Linked DNA regions of Zea mays: region 2 is linked to region 1. The links are chromatin contacts, called in public Hi-C maps. All regions are on one chromosome and are shown on one strand. The core of a region is the stretch at or near the end of the contact, and the rest is flanking DNA. Distances in the headings are between cores, read along the strand shown.

The links. Hi-C and Micro-C count contacts between places; a contact is called where the count stands out from the background.
Region 2: a Hi-C map of leaf shows a contact between it and region 1, with 4 times the contacts expected there. The contact joins the promoter of LOC100276582 here to the promoter of LOC100274098 in region 1. A contact is called at or near these places in 9 of 25 Hi-C or Micro-C datasets (bundle sheath, ear, leaf and 3 more).

The regions. Positions count from the first base shown.
Region 1 is chr3:181,146,835-181,154,236 of Zm-B73-REFERENCE-NAM-5.0, forward strand. It overlaps LOC100274098, which reads right to left and starts at 2,961. Exons shown (of 2, transcript NR_158625.1): 1 at 1,788-2,961; 2 at 1,290-1,581.
Region 2 is chr3:181,306,345-181,313,746 of Zm-B73-REFERENCE-NAM-5.0, forward strand. LOC100276582 (senescence regulator) reads right to left here and starts at 3,463. Exons shown (of 1, transcript NM_001150336.2): 1 at 2,487-3,463. The coding sequence starts at 3,384. The coding sequence ends at 2,749. It overlaps LOC103650974 (sorting nexin 1-like), which reads left to right and starts at 3,762. Exons shown (of 11, transcript NM_001301564.1): 1 at 3,762-3,864; 2 at 3,971-4,099; 3 at 4,798-4,933; 4 at 5,066-5,199; 5 at 5,813-5,884; 6 at 6,053-6,212; 7 at 6,505-6,638; 8 at 6,747-6,815; 9 at 6,900-6,979; 10 at 7,168-7,228; 11 at 7,325-7,402. The coding sequence starts at 3,853. LOC118476728 (a long non-coding RNA gene) reads right to left here and starts at 492. Exons shown (of 2, transcript XR_004857307.1): 1 at 1-492.

The DNA.
Region 1 (7,402 bases), core at 1,711-4,210:
CCATATGGTATTGTAAAGTTGAGCGATAACTTTGTTTTTCTATGACTAATCAATTATGTTCGAGGTGTTATGTTTTTAGGATTGCTCAGTAACTTTTATAAATTTAGTGTATCTTTGTAGAGAAGTTGTCTTACTCTAATTTAGGATTTATGAGCAATTGAAAATGTCTTGTAGCAATTTTATATTTTAATTTCTAATTTATAAGAATTACTATTCATCCTCTGTACACGACATCTTTAAAATCTTTCGGAGCCGGACAAAATTTCTTTATTTTCCTATAGCGTAGGACTCGAGGGAGTCTGAAGCTCGGGAAAATAAATTTTACATATCTTAATATTTTATTTTGATATTTTATGTTTCCATTGATCTACTTGGATTGCGATATTTGTTATGCGGGATTTACACATATTCCACCTTCCCGGAAGTCGGAACATCGGAACATCCTACATATTGATTCAAAGGTTGGGCCAAGAGAAAGTAAGGTGATGTTTGGTTTATATGTTTGTAATGTAATAGGTAACAAATAACGTTAAATTATATTTGTTTAAGTCTAATCGTAATCGGATACCACACTAGAAATTGATAGCAGCCTATTTAAACTTGTTATTGCTGGTAATCAAATGCAAAACATTATCGTTACCATTTACGTTACATTTTGGAAACCAAACGACACCTAAGTTCATTAAAGAACTTGACACTAGTAGAAAAAAGATTAAGGACTAGTTTGGAACCCTATTTTTTCAAGTGATTTCTATTTTTTCAAAAGAAATTAGTTGGTTTTTCTTTGGGAAAATAAAAAAAAACTTATGAAAATGAAGTTTCCAAAAACCGGTCCTAAATCATGAAGTGAAGTTTAATTTTTTTAGGTGGATTTTGTTATCAACCGCAAGTGCTATTTCTAAATGTTGGTTTCTTTATAAAATCGTCGATATAAATTATATTTCTAGAGATTGTTCGTTAAGAAAAAAGAAAAACCGCCGTTAGAAATCTTTTATATCCTTATTTTTTTGAGTTTTTAAACGACCTCGGATGATAAAACTATCAAAATAAAAGTTGTGGGTCTCGAAAAATTATGAAACTTTATAGTTAAAAACATTTTTATTTGAAATCATCTCGGCTCTCAAAAAATGCATCCTAATTTTTATTTGAAATTCGGCTCTCAAAAAGCTTTATAGCTAACAACATTTTTATTTGACAATCGCGTTATTTGTAACATTAAGAAAAGAAACTAGTTAGTTTGCCGATATTTTTGTGTGATGACGATACTGAACATCGAGTGTGGTGGTGGTGGTCCACGGTACGGTGCGCGCGCGTCGTTGGATATCACTATGGATGCAAGTGTGTAGAGCACAAGACTACTGTTAGACAGTGTGATGTACCACTATTTCCCCGACGATCGTAATCATTATTCATACTTTGATAGCCTCTTGCAACCGGGTGACCCACTGGCAGGCACCATGTACGATCCGCAGCTCTGCAGTCTGCACTACTACCGGTCGGCACCATTTGCATGCATCTATCTGGCTTCGTCTTTTTATCGGTGCATCTTTGCACACAGAAGAATCGAATCCTCTTGCTTTACTAAGCTTACAGAAAAGAAAAAAACTGAATCAATAGCTACAATAACATATTAGTTTCGTTAATTAAAGTCGACATGAAATGTAGCTTGATATAGTAATATTGGTACGTGGTAGATGTTAACATTTCTCTCTTTTTTTCTAAAACAAAGTAAAACTTATGACATCTAATAAACTCTACTCGTAGGGCATGGGGATGGACAGGAGTACCCGTTTTGCTCGTTCGCCATGGACTCGTGACCCGTCCGTAGTCCATGCGTGCGTGCATGGTACGTACGGTTCGCCCCTCGATCTTGTTTAACACAGAATAATCTGCATAGGTTGATCGATCGTACTCGTACGTCTAGGTGGGTCAACGACATAGGTTGATCGTCAAGAGAACCGTACACTAGTACTCTTCTCTAGTCTCTACACATTTTAGAACGACGAGATTAACACGTAGTAGTACTACATATATAATAAGGTAATGCAAATAAACTGTGAAGATTTAGCTCAGCTTAATCCAAACATGACACGGCGAGCGCTCCGGCTCCATCTGGTTTGCCCTTGTCTGCCACCTCCAACTCCCCCGTCGCAAACGACGTGCGAGATGAGGCCTGCTGCGAAGAGCGAGCCGGGTCGGCGGCTACGGCGGCGACGACGACGACGTCGATGAAGGCCGCCACGATGGCGCAGTGCGTGTCGCCGTCGTTGGCTCGCAGGTACCAGCCCAGCATCTCCTCCAGCCAGCCCCAGTGGCGGCCGATCCCGTGCGCGGCCACCATCTCCTCCATGGACGCCCGGAAGTCCACGTACGGGTCGGCGGACTCGAACGCGACGGCCACGGCGCCGCCGAACGCCTGCTCCCGTTTGGTGGCAGACTTCTCCTCGAGGATGGAGTTGGTGGCCGACGCGCCTGGGTCGAAGAGGAGCCGGTCGGAGCGGACCCCGCGCACGACGACGGCGTCGTCCGCCGCCGCGTCGTCGCACGCCGCCGACGCCGACGCCGACGCCTCGGACGCCGTGGAGAGGCTGTCGGAGCAGCAGCAGTCCTCCTGCAGCGCGGAGGAGGCCGTGAAGGACGAGTCGGCGGAGTCGAGGACGATGGAGGCGACGGTCCTGGCGCCTGCTGCTGCTGCTGCTGCTGCTGCCTGCGGCTGCGTCGTTCTTGGGTTCTTGCTGGACGGCCATGGCCAGGCTGGTGCGGGAGGAGGAGGAGGCGGCGGTGGTAAGGAGGAAGTGTCCCTTGCCTTGCCGTGGAAGAGGGAGCTCAGAGCCAGCCTTCTGGTCACCATGGCCGCAGCAGCGCTCGAGGTGAAGATGAACCCGAGGAACAGGAGTAGAGGTAGGAGGAAAGGTTGGTGCGTGCCTTAACCCTGCTTGCAGACTTTTTTGTGCGAGAGCGAGACAAGGGCGGACGGCTGGGCTGGGCAGGGCAGCTTGGTTTTAAAGGAGTTTGCGAGGGAAAAAGGTGAGCAGGAAACGGGCGGGATCTTCTGCGACGCACTCCATCTGCTCGCAGCCACGCAACGCACGGTGCGGCCGCGTGGGGCGTGAGCACTTGGGACTGGTGCTGGAACAGTTGTAGTTTCACGTCACAGCACCAGTCCCATCGTGTACACAGACGATCCAGCAGGCTTGAAAGACCGACACTTGCGCGTGCAATTTGCAACGCAGGAGGGACAGGAGGACAAAATGTCTGATTTGCAGGGGTACCTTACCTGCGCTGCGTCGTAGGACCTTGCCTTTGTTTTTCACCGCGAAGGTTTCGGTGTCTTTTCAACGAACACTAGCACGTCAAAGATTCATTTCACGGAAAAGATGGTCTCCGGCCGCTTGCGTTCCTAGTATTTCGTTGGTTCGTGCTACTGGCGTTTTTTCCCCCGCTCCCAGTGATGATCAGATCAGTGGCCTACTAGTATTCTCGCTGCTACTGTCAAAGGACAAAGTATCCGTGAGGAAACTCACGTCGCCGGCCCAGGAACAATGTACAGTGCTGAGTTGGTGATGCAGCTAAAACAGTGGCGCGCCGCTGTCGACTAAAAAGCGGACAGTGCAGTGCAACAGGCATGGACCTAGCACGCAACCGGGCGGCAATGCAAGCCGAAACCAGAGAGACGACCAGACCCACGCTGCACACCTGCATTTACCCATGACGTGAGAGGAGCAAGCAAGCAAGCAGCAGGGCCGCCTGGCGCCTGCCGTGAAGGGCTACTAGCCCCTCTTTCCGTTTCTCCTCCGCCCTTCTGAAAGCTCTGCCTGTTGCGTTCTGTTCTCCACACTTTCCCCCGGTCGTCGTCGTCTCTTCCATTTACTGTGGGAGATTGGACGTGCCTTCGCCGCTGCAAAAAAAAAAAAGTTTGGACGACATCTCGCCGGGCCCCGTACTGCGTATCGGCGTTTACTCACGCTGCTGTGTGCTGTTGGCAAAAGGAATATTTTCCTTTTCCGAATTTTGCCGCCAAGGCCGGACCGCTCCATAATCTCTTGCCTCGTTGTCGTCTGCTCCCTCCCTCTGTCCTCCTAAATAGATAATTAGTCGTTAGTGTTATAGGATTTATTTTTTTTCACCAAAATCATTATCCGGCTGATTGGCACGCTCGCCCGATCCAGACCGACCAGAAACGAGTATTTTTGTGTAATAGTAGATGCAGCTAAAGAGCTTCAAAATAATTTGTTTTGCATCAACTCATGTAACTCATGCTCTAGATATTAGTTAATTAAACAAATGCTCAGATAAATTAAATGCACGTAGTGACATAGAGCGAGACGATGCGACCAACCAATTAGACGGTATAATTTTTTTTTTATTTTTCAACGTACTTTTATCTTCTTTTATTTTCCACTCTATATCTCTGCTTCTCTTTGACTCTCTTCGTTTTTTATGACCACTCCTTTTCACATTTTTTACTTTTCGTATCTAAACTAAAAGGTTAATTTATTTGGAATGCGGAAAGTACATCACATCACTATCTGGATCGGACCGACGACGATCATTTCCGCTTTGGTGTAGCCTATCCGATCTACATGATGCTAAATTGCATTGTCTTGGAACAGCTATATGCATCCTGCAGGGTGGTATAGGTTTCCAATTTGGGGTGGAGTCGTGGAGATAATCGAATAAAGGTTAACGCCGTGGTACACACTAGTGGCTGACATGATCACATGAAAACGATTCTGGAAACGCCACAGGCTCAAATTTGAAGTAGAGCAGCAGGGACAAATATATATATGTCCCTAAAATTCGGCAAATCAGCCAGACCAGATGTTATCGTATCGTCCTTTAGGATAAACTCCACGTGTTTCTCTGTGACGAGTTCTTCTAAGAGGTGTTCGGAGGTCTATCTATAAGGAACAGAATGGCCATCAGCTTAATTGATATCTGTATCGGTTTTCTCAGTCCAATAAAGCTATTTTCAGCAATTTATCCATTTTTATATTCATATTTAAACTTTACTCTATATATAGTATATTGTATAGTATAAACAGTGTTTTAAATGATCATACGAGTTTTTTTGATAAGCACATCGTAAGCATCCGCAGAATCCTTACCTACTTTTTTCCCGCTACTAGTGTCGACCTTTTCTTAAAAAAAAAGGAAGATAGCCTGTTAGCGTTAGATAACGATGGCTACGTAATTGCGTCGTCAGCATTATTGATGGTCCAGCAGGTCGTAGGGGCGGTAGGGCTCGTAGGATGCACGGACGAGAGCTAATAGGGGAACATGTATGTATCAAGGATTTAAGACAAGTTCGTTTGTCTTGTTTCCTTGTGGAGGACGCTCAGGCGGAGCAATCAGATCGGGCTCGGGCGCGACCGCGGTGAAAGCTACAACTCGTCTCTCTTCCGTAGTACTACTTCAGTTTGTGCAAGAAATGCTGCTTGAAAACTGTTTCCGGAAAGTTGTTGGGCTAACAGTAAAAACTCGGTAAAACGAGCTTATGCAAGCGTGGCTGTTGCTCGATCAGGGACGAAGAAAGGAGACGTTTTTTTTTTACCGACAGAGCACAGGGCACAAAAAAAGGCAGCAGCGGCATCACAGACGCCCAAATCTACCGAAAAGATTGGCACACAGTCCATATGAAAGCTAGCCTTGTCTTGCTCACTAGCAGTAGTAGCAGAGTCGGCCAGGGACGGCAACCCGCCAAGCTTTCTTGTACCTTCGTTGCACCTCCCCAGCCTATTCGCCATCATTGCTTCTTGCATGGTTTGCGAGCAGTGCCTGCTGTGCTGTGCTGGTAGCCCCCACGCCATCAGAGCACCACTGTCCATGACAGTGGGAGACCACAGTGGACGGAGCAAAGCAACTGTTTGAATTTTTCTCTCTTGATTCCAAATATTATCTATGCATGCCAAGAGATTTACCGAAGAAAGCGACGTATGGGGGTATCTCGGGGGGGGGGGGGGGGGGGGGGTGCAGAGTAGCAAGGTCTACTCGTACCAAGCTTTGCTCCTTGGCTCCTTGCAGAGGGTGTCGAGATCAATCCGTATCCATGTCGTAATTTTCAAAAAAAAAAAGGTCTGCTCCCTGCACCCCTTATTACTATATAAAACGATATGATAGTAGCACTATATTAGTTTTTTTTCAATGGAATAAGACCATCCCTCTCGCTCTATTACAAAAATAGGGATTACATGACTGGGGTGTCGAACATCCAATCAGTCAAAAATATATTATTTATCTTATTGTTGTTTGTCATGTTTTCCTATCAAAATTTGATGGTGTTTTACGTACAACCTTCACATGCTCTTTCTCTCGATAGTTCTTAACAGGTATTATTCAGAAGGTCTATATACGATGAAGAATAATGTCAGCTTCGATTCAAACGGTCTGTAGCTAGCTAGGTAAGCTTCGTTGGTCCGCTAATGTTTTTGCTGTTTTAGCCTTTGTCATTCAAATCCCCTTGCAGTGTCAATACGAACGGAGGGAGTATACTATACCGGGCCAAAAGAAAATAACCCGGAAGTGTGGCAGTGATTACTGCTGCAGCTCGAGATATACAGCATACTCGATCGTACAGTAGTAGGCACTAGCACTAGACAGAGTGCAGAAGAGTTCCATGTGAACCAGAGTGCTGTGGCCACTGGGCCAGCTAGCCCACTTGTACTGTTCGGCTTGCACGGTGCGAGCACAGTAGATATATACATATATACCTGCGCGCTGTGCCGCTCCGGCGCTGCACCCGCCGCCTGAGACCTCAGCGGCTGATGAGCCGAGCGCGCAGTCTAGAGTAGGGACGGCACGGCTCATGATGACGGTGCCCTTGGCTTGGCTCCAGGCTCCGCTTCCCCCCGCCGAGTCGTCGACCCTTTGCCGAGCGGACTGCGGCAGGCCGTGAGCCTCGCAGGCTCTCGCCCGCCCCGCCCCGCCCAGCCATGCCTTTTTCGACGCTTCGGCCATCTGTACCTGCGTGCCTGGTCCTGATCCGGGCAGACCACTGCGGCGGTGCATGGATGTGGATGCCCGCTCGATCTCTATTCTTGGTTTTGGGAGCAGATCATGATCAAAACGAAAGGTCAGTCTTTCTTTTTTTTTCCCCTTTTGCCTCGGGGCAAGTGTGGAGGTACGTCTTAAATTTCAGGTGGCGGAGAGGTAATGGCGGCCGGTATAGTGCAGTGTAAAAAGCCATGCACGAGTGACAGGTTGTAGTAGTGTGGGGACTGGGGATGAGGATGCAGAATAGTTTCAGCATTTCAGGTGATGATGATGGACTCAGGACTGGCGACTGCAGCAGCCTGCAGGGAGTTCAAGGACCGATATGGGCTGGGTGGTGGACTGGTGGTGGTGGTCCGTGGGCTACGAGCTCGGTCCAAGTTGGCCCATCCATGGTCGTCTCCTCTAGGCT
Region 2 (7,402 bases), core at 2,213-4,712, 160 kb after region 1:
AGTACCTCGCCCCAAAACCCTAGTCCCCAGAGGCCCCATCGCCTAGGCGTCGGAGTGTCTGGAAACGCGACAACCTACAACGGCTCGGATCTCGATGCCTGCTGCTTCTCTGCAGGGCGACGATATGAAGATAACAACAGCAACAATAAGGTGTGTTTTCCCAATTCCTCTCAATAGATCAGATCTACTCGTTATCAAAATTTTACTTCCAGTTACGGATTTGTTTTCTAAGGACTTAGGAATCGATCCTAGACAGTATAGATTCTAACAGGTTCTACCTCCAGATGGTTCAGTTTCATCCTTATGAATTGCAGGGCCCAGCACCTAATTGAGTGTCTTCAACAAAACTTTCATCCCCTTTTTTTCTTCCCCAACTAACATCTGTGTTCACGCCACAAATGCAGTCTATTGGGAAAATAAAGAACCTCAACTTTTCACTGGGGTCATAAATGAGCACTACAAACTTGATGTTTTTCTTGCATTGATTTGCAATTGAAAACGAGCCTCTCAGTAAAGAATGTTCAAATCCACTGGTTTGTAACGGGCTGGGCCTGATCTGACTACAGTATGAAGGGTCTGACTACAGTATCAAGTCTTTTAGCACTCATGAGGTTCTGAGTTTAGGTTGGGGTTAAAAAAAATCTCTTGTCTATCTCACACCAAAGGTCCATGGTTCCGTCATGGTCATTCTCACGTTGCCTACGGTGCCGTTATGTATGGGTAGAGCAGGAGTTCGTCGATTTTCTCGACTTGTATGAGGTCTTATTAATGCAATACTTAGATGTTGTCTTATCCCCGCAGGTTTTTTACATTATTAAGTCTTTTGGCATTTAGCAAGGGTAGGTTTTCTATATCTAAAAATCCAAAGCAGGCAGGGCAGGTTGAAACATCCAGAGATCTTGTTAAGGGCTTGTTCGGTTAGGTGTGGATTGAGGGGATTAAATCAACTCCTATTCAGAATAGGAGTTGATTTAATCCCCTCAATCCACACCTAACCGAACAAGCCCTAAGTGGGAAAATCTCTGTTTCAAAGGTGTCTAGGTGCTCAGAGGTACCCAGCTGGCCAGCTCACCTTGAGGGTCTGGATACACTTTGTCACCTTTGGAACCATGGGTTGAATCATTCCAGGATTTGCATTATTTCATAAAGAAGAGCTAAAAAAAAGAAGGGAAACACCTGAAACATGTAACACTCAGATATAATTCTACCCTTTTCTATAAACATGTACTTACCTGTTTCTCCAGCATAGCTGGGAAGTGGTGACGAGCATTGCTAGTATTTTCTTTTGGTTCAATCTAGTGATAAATCATGGAGTTCAGTAAGGTGTAGTTTCTCTATTTCAATGACCATTTCAGCACCTAACCAATGATTATTATTTTTTCAAAATATAATCAGAATATTCAGAATAGACTTCAAATGTGCAAAAGAGATATTCCCCTGTACTTTGCAACAGTTTGGTTGAATGCCTGATTTATTCAGTAAATACTTTACCACTAAGAGTCTAAGATGCAAAGCAAAACTTTTAATCATATTACAACCTAGAATCCCAGACAGAGTTCCATTTTATCTTCTTCTGTCAAAATCTAGAGGGCAGTGAAAAATGGGTTTATCATTGACTAAAGAAGTGTCAAGGTGAAGCAGTGTAGCCAAGTAGATAATCACACAATCCACGAACGACCAGAGGGAGAGACATGCCTCTGATTTCAAACTAAAGAAGAGTACCTCCGCTTGGAATCTGGGGCTTGTTACAAGGTTTCTTGCCCCCATAGTTCCTCGTATTCATCATGCTATTGTTGCCCCACAAGAACAAACTTCTTGACTTTTGGATTGTCCATATACAAGCACAAGGTCCTAAATGATATTAATAGAAGGGTATTACGAAAGGGCCTCTAGCTAAGTTGGTTAGGCCACCAAAGCATAGGTCTAAGGCTTACCCCAGTTGCGGTCGTTTTCACATGGGCTACGATGTCACTTTGTATGGGTGGGATAGGGGTTCAAAGGTTTTCTCGACCTGTGTGAGAAGGTATTCTTTACAATGTGTGAGAAGGTCTTCTTTACAATGTCCCGGGGCTGTCTTACCACCGCAGGTCGGGGTTTTTTTAATTGAAGGGTATCTTTCTTTTGGTCCATCATTCATTGGATTGGACTGACAGCATTTAAAGAAATAAAGTTTCCAAACTTAATCATATATGTGTACTAAGTAGTAATATGTGGCCTGAAAAGCGCAAATGACTAAACTAAAAATGACTAACATGATACTATCCAGATAATCCCACCGTTATGCCACACAAGAACAAGCTATTCATCTAAAAATTGATCTCCACATCCTATGGTTACAGCTTCACTAGAATTCATTGAAGAATCAGGATGTAGAGGGATTACATTAAGTTAAAAGGAACAACATAAGACAAGTATCCATAAATCAGACCAATCTGCTCCACTCCTCTATCACACCAATGTACACAAATTGACACATCTAGTAAATGTAGAACAACTGAAAATGAACACCTTATTATTTATTGCAGTAAATTGCTCCTAACAAACACAGAATCACTCGTGTGACATATTTCAACTTAGTTCTTATAGCCCACCAAATGAAGAGTTTACAAGTACTAGAGCAGACATGTTTTACAGGCGTGACTAAAATTAACAAACACAGGTGTGCATGACAACCAGATGTCCAGACTCCCATATAATTTTTTCAGTCACTTCTACCTGAGGGCTACTGGCCAGTGCAAATGGCACGGGTCAGTCGAGGAATCCAGTCTTCCGCCAGACAGCATTGCGTACCTGGCGGAGATCCCGCCCCTTCAGTGTGCGCCCGGCTCCCTCCAGCATTGAGAACGTCGTCATCGGCGACTCCCGAGCCCGCGCGCGCGCTAACATCTCGTGTGGCGGTAGCATCTCCTCGTATTCATCCTCCGCTTCCCCCATCACCATCACCACGGGCGGCTTCCGCAGCCGCGCCGCAGGAACGTTGACCGGCAATGATTGCGGCACATACGGCGCCGGTGCCGGCGCCGGGCGGGGAACGGCAGGGATCATGCGGGGAGGGGCCGCAGCCGGGGAAGCGGGGGACGAGGACGTGGATGAAGAGGACTGAGGCGGCGAGCGGCGGCGCTCGGGGAGGGCGTCCAGGATGCCCTCCGGCGGGCGGCGTAGGCGTGGAACAGGGCTAGGGTTTGCATGGCGGACGGAGGACAGGATGAGTGGGCGGCGCAACGGCTGCGGCGGCTCGGGCGAGCCGGATCCTGCGGAGAAGAGGTCGTCCTCGTCAAGCTCGAAGGCCGTAGAGGCCGACTGTTCTCCGGCAGCTGCGGAGCGGGCGAAGGAGCCAAGGAAGCGCTCGGAGCTGACGGAGTTCCTGTGTCGCATGCGATCCATGGTTGAGCTAGCGCGTGCCGTCGCGTGTGCCAGTGTGAGTGTGGGACTGTGAGGGTGGGGGAGATGTCACGTCACTGGTGAGAGGTGACGAGACGGCGACGAGCGCGCAGGTGATCAACGAAATGGGAGGCGTGCCGATGCAGATTTGGGGTCCACGAGTCTGTGGTGGAGGTGGAGCCAGCCCTTTGGAGAAGACGATGCCATAGTTTTGAGATTCGTGCGCCGTTTCGACGGGTCAGATTCTGGATCGACCACTCTTGGGCCCAGTCCTGAACGCGGGCTCGGATCAAGTCGGGACTCGAGCCCGTAATCCCGTAGCTTAACAAACAATCTTCTAAACAAAAATACCCACGGAAAATCCAATCAGGGAAAAAATCCATTTCCCTTTCTTCTGAAGTCGTCCTCTTCTTCCCGTCGCTTCGCCGTGCCGCACCTGCGAGGAGAGGAGACTTCGCCGCGAAGCTCACCATGATCTCGCCGGTAACCACTATACCCGCTCCTTCGCATCATACCTTCTGCTGCGCTTCTGACCATTGGTTCGGTCGGCTGGAATTTGGAGCTGAATCTGTCTATGGGGCTCTCGCAGGAGAGGAGCTCGTCACAGAGCCAGCGGTCGGCGGCGGCGGGGGCGCCGTTCCTGTCGATCTCCGTCACGGATCCCGTAAAGATGGGTACCGGCGTGCAGTCCTACATCTCCTACCGCGTCATCACCAAGGTAACAATTGTTTGGCCTCGGTACCATACCACTCGTGACTCGTGAATCGCTCCTGGTTTAGTGGTTGTTTTTTGTAACATGGTGCTCACAGACTATATGCTTTGCTTGCACCCATGCGTGCTTGCTCTGATTTTAGAGCTTTTTTTTGTTTGCACAGTGTGTGTGTGTGTGTGTGGAGGTATAAAAGCAGGATCAGTGGGACTCTGATTTTGGATCACGGCCTCCTAATATAGATCTGGAACTAATATCGGATGTAATCCAGTAGTAATTGGAACTCATTGGTTTACAAAACTCATGTGTCGTTCTAGATTTGATAGAGCATTAATCAGTAGAGCTATCAGCAATGTATTTGCTGGGAAAAGAAAACAGTGGGAAATCAAGTCGTGTTTCTGAAACATTTAAGTTGAGGGGCAATGAAGAGGAGTTGTCGCACTAGTTCTATGGAGGAAGGTGGTGTTATGACTAGACAGGTGGTTGTGTGTTGAGTTTGTGAAAATTGTATGTTTAAGTTTTGAATTAGAAACCAAAACTGTATCAATTATACGAAAGATTCTATCTAGGCAACTTACAATAGGAATGGCATGATAACTTTTATGTCTAATAGCCAGTGACTATGCACTTTTCTTGTACCGAGATATGGAACTTGTTCACCTTCAACACTTGTTGATTTGCTAATCTAGTAACATTTGTTTCTGCAGACCAACCTCCCTGAATTTGAGGGACCAGAGAAAATTGTTATTCGGCGCTATAGTGATTTTGAATGGTTGCATGATCGGCTTGCTGAGAGGTACAAAGGCATTTTTATACCCCCTCTTCCGGAGAAGAATGCTGTTGGTAAGATCCCAAATTATGGTTTTCGTATCAACGTTTTTCATTTAATCTCTTGAGGACAGAAAACATCTGGAATTCTGAATAGTTGTATCGATAATGCATCTTTTTTAATCTATTTCTATTCTTTTTCTTCAGAGAAATTCCGGTTTAGCAAGGAGTTCATTGAATTGCGGCGTCAAGCTCTGGATTTATTCGTTAACAGGATAGCTTCACACCCTGAACTCAAGCAAAGTGATGTCTTGAGGACATTTTTGCAAGCAGATGAAGAGGTAAAACATTTCATTGCACGGCAGCAGACTGATGTGTTTTTTTCTTGTTACGCATTACTTTGATTCTTATTGACTCAAAACTTCATTGGATAGGTTCATCAGAAATCGCTATTTAATTAGTTTATAAGTTTTTTTGCATAAACTCATGCTTCGTGAAATCTGAGTAGCGATTACGTTTGAGAAATGTGAATTGAAGTCTTTTGACGTTTTCTTCCAATGAAATTCTTTTGGCATGATATGCATAGATGTCCTTAGGATATTTGCCAATAGACATAACATAGATGTCCTTAGGATAGCTGCCTTATGTCTAGGGGTCATTTGACCTGATTTCTCACTGAAATTTCCATCACAAACATAAATAATAAGTCAGATATATCGGCTGTGAAGATTTAATAGTTAGATTATGTTATATGAATTCAACTGCTGACTTTGCAATGGTCATTTGCAACCTTCTACCTCATCGGCTTGGTGCTCTCTTGATTATTGTCTTATAACTTTTTATATCAGGACTTCATGTGTTGCTTATCTCATTCTTTTGACTGAATAATTCATTTTGTTGGTTTTGATGGCATTCCTTCTGCTCATGTTTCTTTTTCCAATGCTTTTGAACCAGATAATGGATAGGGCAAGATCTTATGAGACTGGTATTTTTAAGAAACCGGCAGATTTCATACAGATGTTTAAGGTATTGTCTTCTGTAATCCGTATGTCCAGTGAGACATCCTTGTTACTTCCTGAACATTGTTCTTAGTTCTTACTGGATTATAACAAGCATTATGCTGTATAACTCCCCTCTGTTCGTCTCACTATTGATATCCATTTGCAAGTTAACAGACGTGGTATCATTTTTTAGGATGTGCAGTCAAAAGTCAGTGATGTTGTTCTGGGAAAAGAAAAGCCTGTGGAGGAATCTACTCCTGAATATGAGAAGCTTAAAAATTACATATTTGAGCTAGAAAATCATTTAGCAGAGGCCCAAAAACAAGCATACCGTCTTGTGAAAAGACACAGAGGTATATCAGTTGGCCGTTTGAAAAATGGTCCTTCGTTACTTCTGAATTTCTTCATGTTAAAATACCTTGCAACTTTGCAATTTCTTTTTCATTGTGAAATTGTTTTGAAAAATCCATAAAATGCAATTTCAGAAAACAAATGTTTGAAGTTTATTTCAAATAAATAAATAATCTGGCCTAAACATCATGTGGAATTCGAACCCAAAGACCATCAATAAGACCCTCATTTTTTTTCTTGGTTGTTTAAATGGATAGCAAGATGAGTTACACAGTCCTAATTTTGATTCATTAGAACTTGGTCAATCTTTGGCGGACTTTGGAAAGGCGATTAAGCATTTAGGTGCTTGTGAAGGAGATTTGATGGAAAAGGTGTTTTCTGAAGTTGGTTCGAAGTCAGAGATGTTGTCAATAAAGCTGCAAAGAGAGGTAATCATGATATCCTCTTACATAGTACTACTTGGTACTGGATATCTTATGGAACAGTTTATATTGATGTTTCTATGACCTCATGATGTTGAGACGCTTCTACTGTAGGCAGACAACCTTCTCTTTAACTTTGAAGAACCCTTGAAAGATTATGTGCGTGCTGTACAATCTATAAAAGTGAGCATTTCCCTCTCTGTCTCTATTGTATCATATTATTTGTTGTAATGTCAGAAATTTTAACTAATTTGGGTTTCATTACAGGCCACTATGCTTGATCGAGCCAATGCTTTCAGGCAGCACTTCGATTTGGATCAGGAGAGGAAGTATAAAGAGCTTAATCTGTACGTATTGCAAAATCCATTTTCTTTTTTTGTTCTGTCCAGTCCAGAATAATGTTAAGTGATCAGGAAAATAGGAATCACTGTGTTTGCAATACCAAATTCAGAGCCCTCAACCAACTAGGACTCCCTGATTTGTTAGTAACATGGTTGTTACATACTGCAACTTTCTAATGTTGTTCTCACTGCAGTGAAAAATTGAAGTTCATGAACCCTGAAAAGTATGCCGAAGCAGAATCTGAGTTTCGAGAGGCAAGTTTGCTGTAACTTCTCATTGAGAATTCTTAATGTAATCTTGTCGACGAGGTTTACATAAGTTTTTGTTCATTGATGTCTTGCTCCTTACAGTTGAAAGCAGACAGTGAGGAGGCTACTAAGAAGTTTGAACACATAGTTAGACTAATGAATGAAGAGCTTGCTCGTTTC